Regions from separate parts of the Mus musculus genome. Here region 1 is linked to region 2. A link is a contact called in public promoter capture Hi-C data. All regions are on one chromosome and are shown on one strand. Each heading gives the region's core, a stretch centred on a gene start, on an enhancer-like site or on the middle of the called end of the contact. The rest is flanking DNA. Distances are from core to core; before and after follow the strand shown.

Region 1 (5,021 bases), core at 94-2,593, about 12 Mb before region 2:
CATGCCTTTAATCCCAGCACTTGGGAGGCTGAGGCAGGCAGATTTCTGAGTTCGAGCTGAGGCAGGCAGATTTCTGAGTTCGAGGCCAGCCTGGTCTACAGAGTGAGTTCCAGTACAGCCAGGGCTACACAGAGAAACCCTTTCTCGACCCCCCCCCCCAAAGAATATTTCTTACTAAGTTATGAGGAAACTGGGTCCAGAACATGATCAAAAACAGTTCCTGTACAAGTGGGTGTCTTGGCTAGTTCCTGCTCCTTCAAAGAATGGTTCTTTTGTAGTTAAAATAGATTTTCTGGGCTGGGGGAGAGTATGAGACTGTCCATCAAAGATTACACATTTATTTACTTGGTGTGTGTGTGAGTGTAGTGTGTGTGTTTGAAGAGGACAACTTGTGGGAGTTGGTTCTTTCCTTCCATCAGACTGTCAGTCTTGGTGACAAACCTTTAACTGCTAAAGTTTGTCAATCTCTCCCTTTCGATGGTTAAGAGCCCTCACGCCACCACAGACGATACTCTTTCAAAGAAATAACAGGAAGTACTCCATCCAAGCTCATTCAGAAAGTGCACTCGGTGATCAGGTGGAGAAGCAGCTGGCAGGAGCTACAAGGTGAACTCTGGCCTCTTCAAGACTGCTCAAGACCAGAGAGATCTTCATGATACTCATTGGGAGGATAGGATAGCTGTGAGGCAGATCATGTACAAGGACTTCAAAGCCCTGAAGCACGTTCATAGCTGAAGTGTAGTCCCTGGTTGAAGGTTACAGTAACACGCTTTTCTTTTCTTTTCTTTTTTTTTTTTTTGGTAGATTTATTTATTTTATGCATATGAGTACATTGCATTTCAGACACACCAGAAGACGGCATTAGTTCCCATTATGGATGGTTGAGAGCCAACATGTGGTTGCTGGGAATTGAACTCAGGACCTCTGGAAGAGCAGTCGATGCTCTTAACCGCTGAGCCATCTCTCCAGACCCGAAGATAATATTTTTATTCATTAATATTTATTTAGATTATAGTCTTTTATTATTTTTCATTTATCGGATTACATTCTCTCGCCATTCTTCCCCATTCAGTTTATGCATGCTCTTTGTTGAGCAGACAGAAGTATAACTTCCCTCCCTTGCTTGAAGTACACAGATAACATGGATAAGCAAACCGCGCCACTCGCTGGCCCCGCCTTCTACGAGCCAAGTGTCCCTAAGGACCCCCCCCCCGCCCCCCCAACCGGCTGTTTTCCTAGATGCCTATCTGCGAATCCCCACCTCCTTAATTGGAGCTGCCTATCAGCCGGCCTACGGCCACGGGCCACTGAAGCCCCTACGTAGGGCTGTTTCCGGAGATGCCTACGTGCGGGCGGCAGGCGAGGCTCGGCCCTGCCGTCGGGATTCTGGGCAAGAGCGCGGCACGGGACTGTGCGCGCGGCGCTTCAGGCATTGCGGCGGGCAGCCCGGGCTCCGGTGCGCCGCGGGTGTGGGAAGACCCCGGCGCCAGCCTTGGCGCAAGGGCTAGTGGACGCGGCAGTGGCGACGGCGACGGGCGTTGCGAGCGAGTCCGCTACTTGTTTGTGGGTCGTACTTCTTCGGCGGTGCTCCGGTGCTGACTGATTGTAGGGCAGCCAGCGCCATGTCTGTGAGCGAGATCTTCGTGGAGCTGCAGGGCTTTTTGGCTGCCGAGCAGGACATCCGAGAGGCGAGCCCCCTTCCTCCCCATCTCCTTTTTTTCTTTTCCTAGCCAGGCTGGTCCAGTTGGCCTGGTCCTGCTCGGTCTCTCGTTTTCAGGCCCGATGGGTTTAGGTTAGGCCGCCTCTTGGTTCCGGATTCGACTTCTCAGCGTCATGTACCTCTTAGAATATCACCTTTCCTAGTTCAGTATTCCAGTCCCAGGCTCGGTTAACGCCCGTGGCTAACCAGCACATCTTTTCTATATTGGCTGCTGGTATTTTTTTTTTTTTAAATAGCACTTGCGGTCTTTCTTTAAGCAAAAAGCTCTTCTGTAGCTTCTCATCCCGCATAAAAAATTTAAAAAAAATCTAGATTCTCCGGTGGCTCACAAGGTCTCTTTCCCCGCTCTCCTTTTATTTACACTCGTTACTGTGTGTGTGTTTAAGTTAACTTTTTATTCGTCTAATGCTCCAGATATTGCTCTGTCTGAGGACCCTTGGTTGTATTATCTGCTTTTGCTGGAATTAGTTTATTTTCTGCTCTCTGGCTGTTTTCCTTTTGCGCGTGAGACAGGATCTTGATGTGTAGTAGCCTTGGGTGACCTCGAACTCGAACCTGTAGCCTTCAGCGTTTTCAGTGCTGAAATTAACACGTGCAAAATTTATAGTCCTTATTTTGACTGCTTTTCTGTTAGCTCCTAAAATCGTGAGAAATTGAGAAAAAAAAACCCATTTATCCGTCCTATTGCTAGAAGGAGTTGCTTGCGTCTCTGATGTTTGCATAATGCCCATAACTAAATGTGCTCAGAGAATGTGTGCAAAATGAATGAATGAAAATCAGTCACCACTTTGTATTTAAGTTTTTGTTCTATAGAGAACATTTACATTGTCAGTTATTCATTTATATAGTGTCTCAGTTGGGTTCTTGAGCAGGTGGCTATTTTTCTTTCACGGCTACTTGTAGAATTTGAGGCTTTTTTAGCAGCTCCTTGAGTTGTGACAAGAAGAAATTACTGGAAGAGTTTGGATTCACACCTGAAGAATCCCTTCTTGTGAAAGTCTGAGAGCTGTGACTGAATGTGAGGGTGTGGTAGCATGTTTGTAGGCGACTCTGCTGAAGATTACACTGACCTTATCTGGCTTTTGTTTTTAATTCTCTCTAGGAAATACGAAAAGTTGTACAGAGTTTAGAACAAACTGCTCGAGAGATTTTGACCCTACTTCAAGGGGTCCACCAGGGTACTGGATTTCAGGACAGTAAGTTTTTTTGCTTTGATGTTTGAAAAAATTTTTAAATTTTTTTGTCCAACATATCACTCTTAAGTCCATTAAAAGGACATACTGAGTACACTTTTGTCATTTATTGTGAGGAGTGTTTATTATGCTTTTATTTATTTATTATTGTGAGTGAAAATTGGAGAATAGGGGTTTGGTCATTTTGAGGATTTACGATATTCTTGATATTTTGGTTGCTTTTCCATGTGTGTATAGTGTGGTTTAAATAGGAATGTTGTTTTGCTATGTTAGTCTATTGGTGTGTGTGTGTGAGAGAGAGAACGGGAGTCTTGCTTTGTTGCCCAGGCTGTGTTGAGTTGTGTTCCTCTCACCTGAACCTCAGACTTCAGTGAGTTTCATTACAGTTGGCACATGTGAGTCTTTGTGTGTATTTTAATGAATGATTCTAATGATTGAATGCCTTTTTTTCTTTAAATTTTTTTTCTATTTTTACTTTCTTTTTTTGAATGCCTTTTAATATACATTTGTAGATAATAAAGTGCCAGGTATAAAATGTTTTAAAATTCATGTTTATAGTCAGCCCTTTGTTGAGATTCTAATATGTCAAGTTAGACATGAATCCCTTTGTACAATGCAGCCAGCATAGCTGAGAGCTGAAGTTATTTTCTGATACACAGCTTACAGGTTACCAAGGCAAGTCATTTATGCAATGATGTAAAATTTATCAATCTGAGAATAGTCAGTAAAGTTCTTTTTTTTTTTTGACCATGGGAGGTAGAAATAGTCTTGATTTTTGGTGTGTGAGGACTTACAGGAAAAGTAGCTGAGGACTAATGGCCTCAGATTTCAAGGTGATTAATGCCCACATAGACTCCATAGATGATTTAGCAAGAACTACATTGGCAATTTGGTAAGTTTTTCATTATTAAATTTTGTTATCTTTTATGATCAGTTCCAAAGAGGTGCTTGAAAGCGAGAGAACATTTCAGTACAGTAAAAACACATCTCACGTCCCTGAAGACCAAGTTCCCCGCTGAGCAGTATTACAGGTTTGTAAGAAAAACAGTGCTCATTTAGAGCATTATATTTTTGTTTAAAGAAAGGAGAAATAGAGGTATTGAATAATTATGAATTAGTGACTTCTGCTTACGAATAGGCAGAAGTCTTTGTAGAAATAACAACAAAGAATCGCATTGATAATGGTGTCAGGAAAACTAGTGTTTTAATATTTCCTTTTTTTTTTTTTTTTAAACTAAAGACAATTTGTAAGGTAACCATTGCTTTTTAAAAAAATTGCTATTTTTTGAGATTGTAATTTGATTTCAACATTTCTCTCTTCCCTTCGTTCTTCCAAGCTTTCATATCCCCCCTCCATTCTTTTTCAAATTCATGACCTCTCTTCTTGCTAGTTTGCAAGAAGAGATATGCATATGTATATTTTGACCCTATTTCAGGGTGTCTATTGGGGCACTGGGTTTTAGGACAGTACGATCTTTGCTATGATTTTCAAGATTTTTATCCAATTTTATCAAACTCTAATAAGTCACTTTCTATTAAGAAGACATGCTCAGTAGGTCTGTGTCATTTTTTGTATGAAACATCCGTTATGCTTTCTTTATAGTGAGTAAAGTTGTTATACATTGTTGAATGTTCAGTATTCTTTTTTTTTTTTTTTTTTTGGTTTTTTGAGACAGGGTTTCTCTGTGTAGCCCTGGCTTTCCTGGAACTCACTCTGTAGACCAGGCTGGCCTTGAACTCAGAAATTTGCCTGCCTCTGCCTTCCAAGTGCTGGGATTAAAGGTGTGCGCCCCATGCCCAGCTTGAATGTTCAGTATTCTTAATTTTAAGATTATACTATTTTTATATCAGTAGTGAAGAAATACTGCTAGTTTTGATTATGAAATACAGCTTTAAAAATGATTTGGGTTTTATAGACATTAAACTGTAAACAACTATATTTCTGTGTTTGTGAACTATAATAAATAAGAATCCAGAAATTTCTACTTCTTTTTTTGTTTTTTAAAGATTTATTATTCATTTGAATACACTGTAGCTGTTTTCAGACACACCAGAAGAGGGCATAAGACCCTGTTACAGATGAACCACTGTGTGGTTGCTGGGAATTG
Region 2 (4,928 bases), core at 2,105-4,604:
CACCTGCACCAGCAGCCTCAAGAATGACAGCCTGTGAGCAACAAGATTCGCTCAAACATCAAGTCCAAAACAGCGTCAGCTGGTGGACTTGGGGACCCACAATACCCCCCCCACACACACACACACACACCTCCAATAGGTGAGATCTAAGTTGTTTCATCAGAAAGAAATGGTTTGTTCATCAACCCTAAACAACTACGGGAGATAAACAACTACCTGGGAAATACGCGCTAAGCAATAGCCCCAGTGTCTAGCGCGCTGTCTTAGCATGTTAATCCCTGTAGCATTTATTCCCTACTCCCACTTCCTGAGAAGTGATGATGTGCTGAAATTAGTGGCAGGATGCCCAATCCCCTTTGTCCACTCCTCCCAGCACTCACTGGTGGCCAGAAAAGGCCATGCACTGCAGTCACAATAAAAATCTCATTACTCTGATTAGCACGTATCTACCCTCTCCGTCTGCTTTACAGTACCACATTCAAAGCAACATTAAGGGAAAGGAGATCCTCACAGTTAAAACTCTGCAATTAGTGCTGTACCTGTGTTAGTATACTATGAATGGAATGATGTAAACTGTTCTGTTGTGGGACACTTTCATCAGACCAAATTCAAGGTTATCTTATATTGTCATAAGAAAACATGTCCCCAACCTGCTCTCTTCTCTAAATTTAACAGCTCTGTGGTGTTGCTTTTCAGGTAGATTTAGTGAGTAGGCTGAAGGGTGAATTAAGCTTTTATTATCATTTACACAAACGTGTGTGCTGGTAGTAGAGACACTAGAAGATGGTATGATTTTACACTCATCAAGAAAACGCAAGGTATTAGTCTTATTACATCTGGATTTTGTTAAGATTTATAAGATAAAACATGAAATTGTGATTTCACAAATGCCTCACGGGGAAAAAAAAAGAAAGAAGTACTCAGCCTACATTATCTCTAAGGCAGGCCCTTTGAGACCTATCCTAAATGCCCAGGGTTCTTTGGTAATGAGTCTATACAATCATTAGTGAAACATAATGCTCAATTTTAGTTCTACCATATTGAATGACTGCTGATACATGTTAACTTTCAAGCGCGGAGGGAGGGAACACCTCCCCCCCTTAAAGTGGAAAAGCATGGCGTCCAAATCAGATCTGATCCACAAAAATAAGGTCTTAATCTACAGTTTTTACTGCAGTTGAAACATATCCCCATTAAATCGCCATTCTTAAGTGGTTTATTGGGCCTAATTAAATTACTTTCAAGACTGTAAAAATTCTTTAAAGTTTTCGATAAGTGGATTCCTATGTACTAAATGTGTTTTAATAACTCTTTCAGACAACGTTAATGCCTAAAGACCTAAGAGATCACCAGACCCCAAATCTGAAGTAGAAATCAAGCCCCTTAGGAAAGCTTGTTTGGTAGTCTGTTAAAGGTTTAGCCAGGCCATCCCAAGTCTTTACCTAGATGACCGATTTTTGTACTTAGGTCAGCCAATTCATAGGTCTCCACAGAATACCCACCGGAACACACACACACACTCCCAGTGAATACAAAGTTCTCCGACTAAAAGCCAAAAGACCTATTCAAAACCTTAATTAGCACACACTAAGTATAAAAAGTTCCTTATGCCACAGTAACCTGGCAGTGCCAAGGGGTAAGGCGGTTTTTAAACAGGCTGAGACTAGGAAACAGCCCACCCAGGGCTAAACGGACGGTGGTTGACAGCCCCAAGCGCTTGGCTTTTCCCCTTGCACCTAGCACCCAAATACTCGAGCCCAAAATGTCCCACGAGCCTCCTAATTCTGAGGTCTAGGGTCAGGGAGCTCCAGTCTTCCGTGATAACTCGTGCACATCAGAAGAGAATTCTAGAGCATTCTGTTATGGCGGGTGGCTCAATGTGCATGTGGGTGACTGGAAATGAGCCACCCAAGAAAATGACGATGACTACCCATGGCTGAGAGCCGCGGAGTGGTTATTCCGAGACACCTGCATGAGGCTGGGGTCAGAGCTGGATTCTGAGGCCCGCCGAGGCGGAGGCCGGAGCTGCGACTGCACTTCTTCGCACCTTACCTGGGCCCTGGAGCCCGCAAAGTTGCTGGGCTCCACCTCCGCGTCCTCCGGCTCCACCCGGAGTGCGCTGCGGAGCCTCTCCAGGTGCTCCCTCAGGGTGACCCGCTGGTGGAAGGAGAAAGCCGGGTGCAGCGAAGCCATGGTGAACAGCAGCAGCAGTTCCTCTTGGGCCCTGAAGCCGAGCCCGCCTCCAGTCCCGAGCTTGGCGCAGCCACTGCCTTCCGGGCCGGGGCCGTCCTTCTCCGCGTCCTGCTCGCCATCGCCACTCGGCTCGTCCTCCACGCTGCCCCGCGAGCCCTCGGCTCGAGTCGCGCGCAGGCTTCTGAGCACCGCGTCCACCTGGGGCAGGAGGCGGTGCAGGCGGCCAGCGGCCTCTCTGTTCTCCGAGCCCAGCAGCGCTAGGTATACGATGAGGCGCGAGCGCACGGCGGGCTCTCGGAAATCGGCCAGCGACCCTGGGTCCGAGAGGCCGTTGGCCTTCGCCTCCGAGTCGCGCAGGTAGTGGTAGTCCTTGCGCGCCAAGTCCTCCAGGCACGAGCCGAGAAAGCGCAGCTCCAGCGGGTTGCACAGGTCCAGCAGCCCGCACATGAACTCAAGGCGCTGCGCCGAGCCCAGCACCAGCCCGAACCACTCATACACCCGCTCCTGTTCGCGCAGCGCCGCCGCGTGCCCGCCGCCGCCCGGCATGCCCGCGCCCGCCGTCGGCCCGCTAGCAACAGGCGGCTCGAGCCCCCGGGGCGGCGACGGCGGCGGCGGGGGTCCCCGCGGCAGGCCCGTGGGCGGCGGCGGCGGGCGGCAGTCGCGGCGGCGGCGCAGCGGAGCCTTTGCGCCCGGCCGCGCGTCCGCCTCGGGCTCCTCCGCGTCGGGCGGCGGCTCGCTGGGGTGCGTCGACTTCGGTGGCAGCTTCATCCTCAGCATCCTCAGCTAAGGCGGTGCGGACATGCGAGCGAGGGAGCGGGGGCGGCGGGAGGAGCCGAGCGCCCGGGCGGCGGCACGGCCGTCAAGAACGTTGCCCCTCCATGCCGCCGGGGCGGGCCGGGGGCGGGTCTCGCCGACCGGGGACGGGGGGCGGTGGCCGGCCGGCAGCTTCGTCCCGGCGGGAGGCGGGGCGTGACCGCGACGGCTCCTCCCCTGGGCTCTGTGCCCGCTGGGGAGTCCGGTGCGGGAGGAGCAAGTCGACGAGCGCGTCCTCCTTCCGCCTTTCCGCGTCCGCACGGGGCTGGCGGTGACGGCCTGAGCCGTTCCCTCTCGAGCCGGCGCTGGCAGAGCGGCTTGGCGAGGAGGAGGAGGAGCAGCGGGGCTGGGCGGAGACGCTGGCGGGCTCCGCGCACCGCACTCCAGCCAATCAACGTTTAGATCTGGCGTGACGCGAGCTTCTCGTTTGCCCCCCCCTCCCCGCCGGGAGCCGCCCTCTCTGAGAAGCCACGCCCACCTCCTGCTATGCTGCAAGGCTCTGGCACATCCCGCGCGGTCCTAATGCTTGATGGGTTCCAGCAGACTGAGGACGTGGGTTTGGGACTTTCGGACCACGGCGAGGTGAGCTTGGCCCGGAGCGGCAGAAGTGGGCGAGGTTCGCGTGGGAGGAGGGACATCGACTTAGTTTTTCTTGAGAGATCTGACCGTGCCGTGGCTGCAGACCATCTTCGCGTCAGCCACCGCCCTGGATCACGCCAAGTGGGTTCCCAGCCCCTGCCGCCTCGTGAACTCCGCCAAAGTCAGCCACGGGAGATTACCATATTCTAAAACTTCACCTGGACCGTTGGTGTGAACGCTGGGACGAAGATCCAGGAGTTAGGTCGGGATGTAGAGTGGTTTTGGGCGGCGAGCGCCCTTGCTCAGGCTGGCTGCAAGGTGCTGCTTTGGGCCGGGTATCCGGCTGAGGGGACCCTGTTGCTGGGGGTGCTTGGCCTAATGGTTGCATCTGGCTTGCAAGGTTAAGTTTAAGGACGCCCTCCTGCCCCAAATCTATGGTTTGCGCAATCACTTATTGCCTACGTTTTAGTTCCTATCCGTGAACATTTGGAATTCTTGAGCTGGTGTGAATTTCCTGTAACTCTTTTAAACAATTTAATAAGTTACTGTCTTGTCAGGGTTTTAAGTTTTTAAGCGATATTACATTTTTAAGTTTTGTAGACACCGCCCTCCCTATGACTCTTTCAGTGATATGTATAGCCCAACCATAAAAATCAATTTAAAAACCAAACCAACCCAAGGGGCCATGATTGCTCTCAGAGCCATCAGGACCATCCTGTCTCATTTGTGCTGGAGCCTGACTGCCGGTCAAGAGTTCTTGGCATGCTGTTTGTCAGTCCATGATTGTAAATAAATATAAATCTTGTGCCCAGGGGCGGGGGAAACAGGATTATTATTATTATTATTATTATTATTATTATTATTATTATTTGAGGGTCCATAATAGTAGTTTCTTTGTGTGTTTGCTTTTTAAAATTTCCGACAGTTTTAAATAAAGAACTTATACCACATAACCAAAGTAGGAGCGTGAGAAAATTAAAAGCCACACTAACCCTCGTTGAGAGTGTTGGGACATCTACAGAGTGTATAGAATCGCCTTTATCTCACAAACTCTGCGGCTTTATCATTTAGGATAAGACTGAATTGAACCCTAAATCAGCTTCCGTGATAAAACCGAGAGATGGAGAATTACTCAGCACATTTTATATTGATAAAAGTAAGTGAAAGCTATTCTGACATGTAGTTTTCTCTTTCGTGTGCTTCTTGGGTATAGCTTAAACGAAGTAAGCCTCAGCTACTATCCTCGAGTCTACTGTTCCTGCCTGATCACTTAGGCACATTTCTGAAGCTTAGGATGAAATGTTTTAAGCAGAATAGTGAGGAGCCCCCCCCCCCGTCCCCTC

The links. Promoter capture Hi-C pulls out the DNA fragments that hold promoters and counts their contacts.
Region 1: a promoter capture Hi-C map of cranial neural crest shows a contact between it and region 2. The contact joins the promoter of Tsn here to the promoter of Zcchc2 in region 2.

Annotation. Positions count from the first base shown.
Region 1 is chr1:118,307,668-118,312,688 of GRCm38.p6, reverse strand. It overlaps Tsn (translin), which reads left to right and starts at 1,343. Exons shown (of 6, transcript NM_011650.4): 1 at 1,343-1,688; 2 at 2,823-2,916; 3 at 3,848-3,944. The coding sequence starts at 1,623.
Region 2 is chr1:105,988,832-105,993,759 of GRCm38.p6, reverse strand. Zcchc2 (zinc finger, CCHC domain containing 2) reads right to left here and starts at 3,354. Exons shown (of 14, transcript NM_001122676.1): 1 at 2,053-3,354. The coding sequence starts at 2,970. It overlaps Gm7160 (predicted gene 7160), which reads left to right and starts at 3,478. Exons shown (of 3, transcript NR_151625.1): 1 at 3,478-3,588; 2 at 4,657-4,741.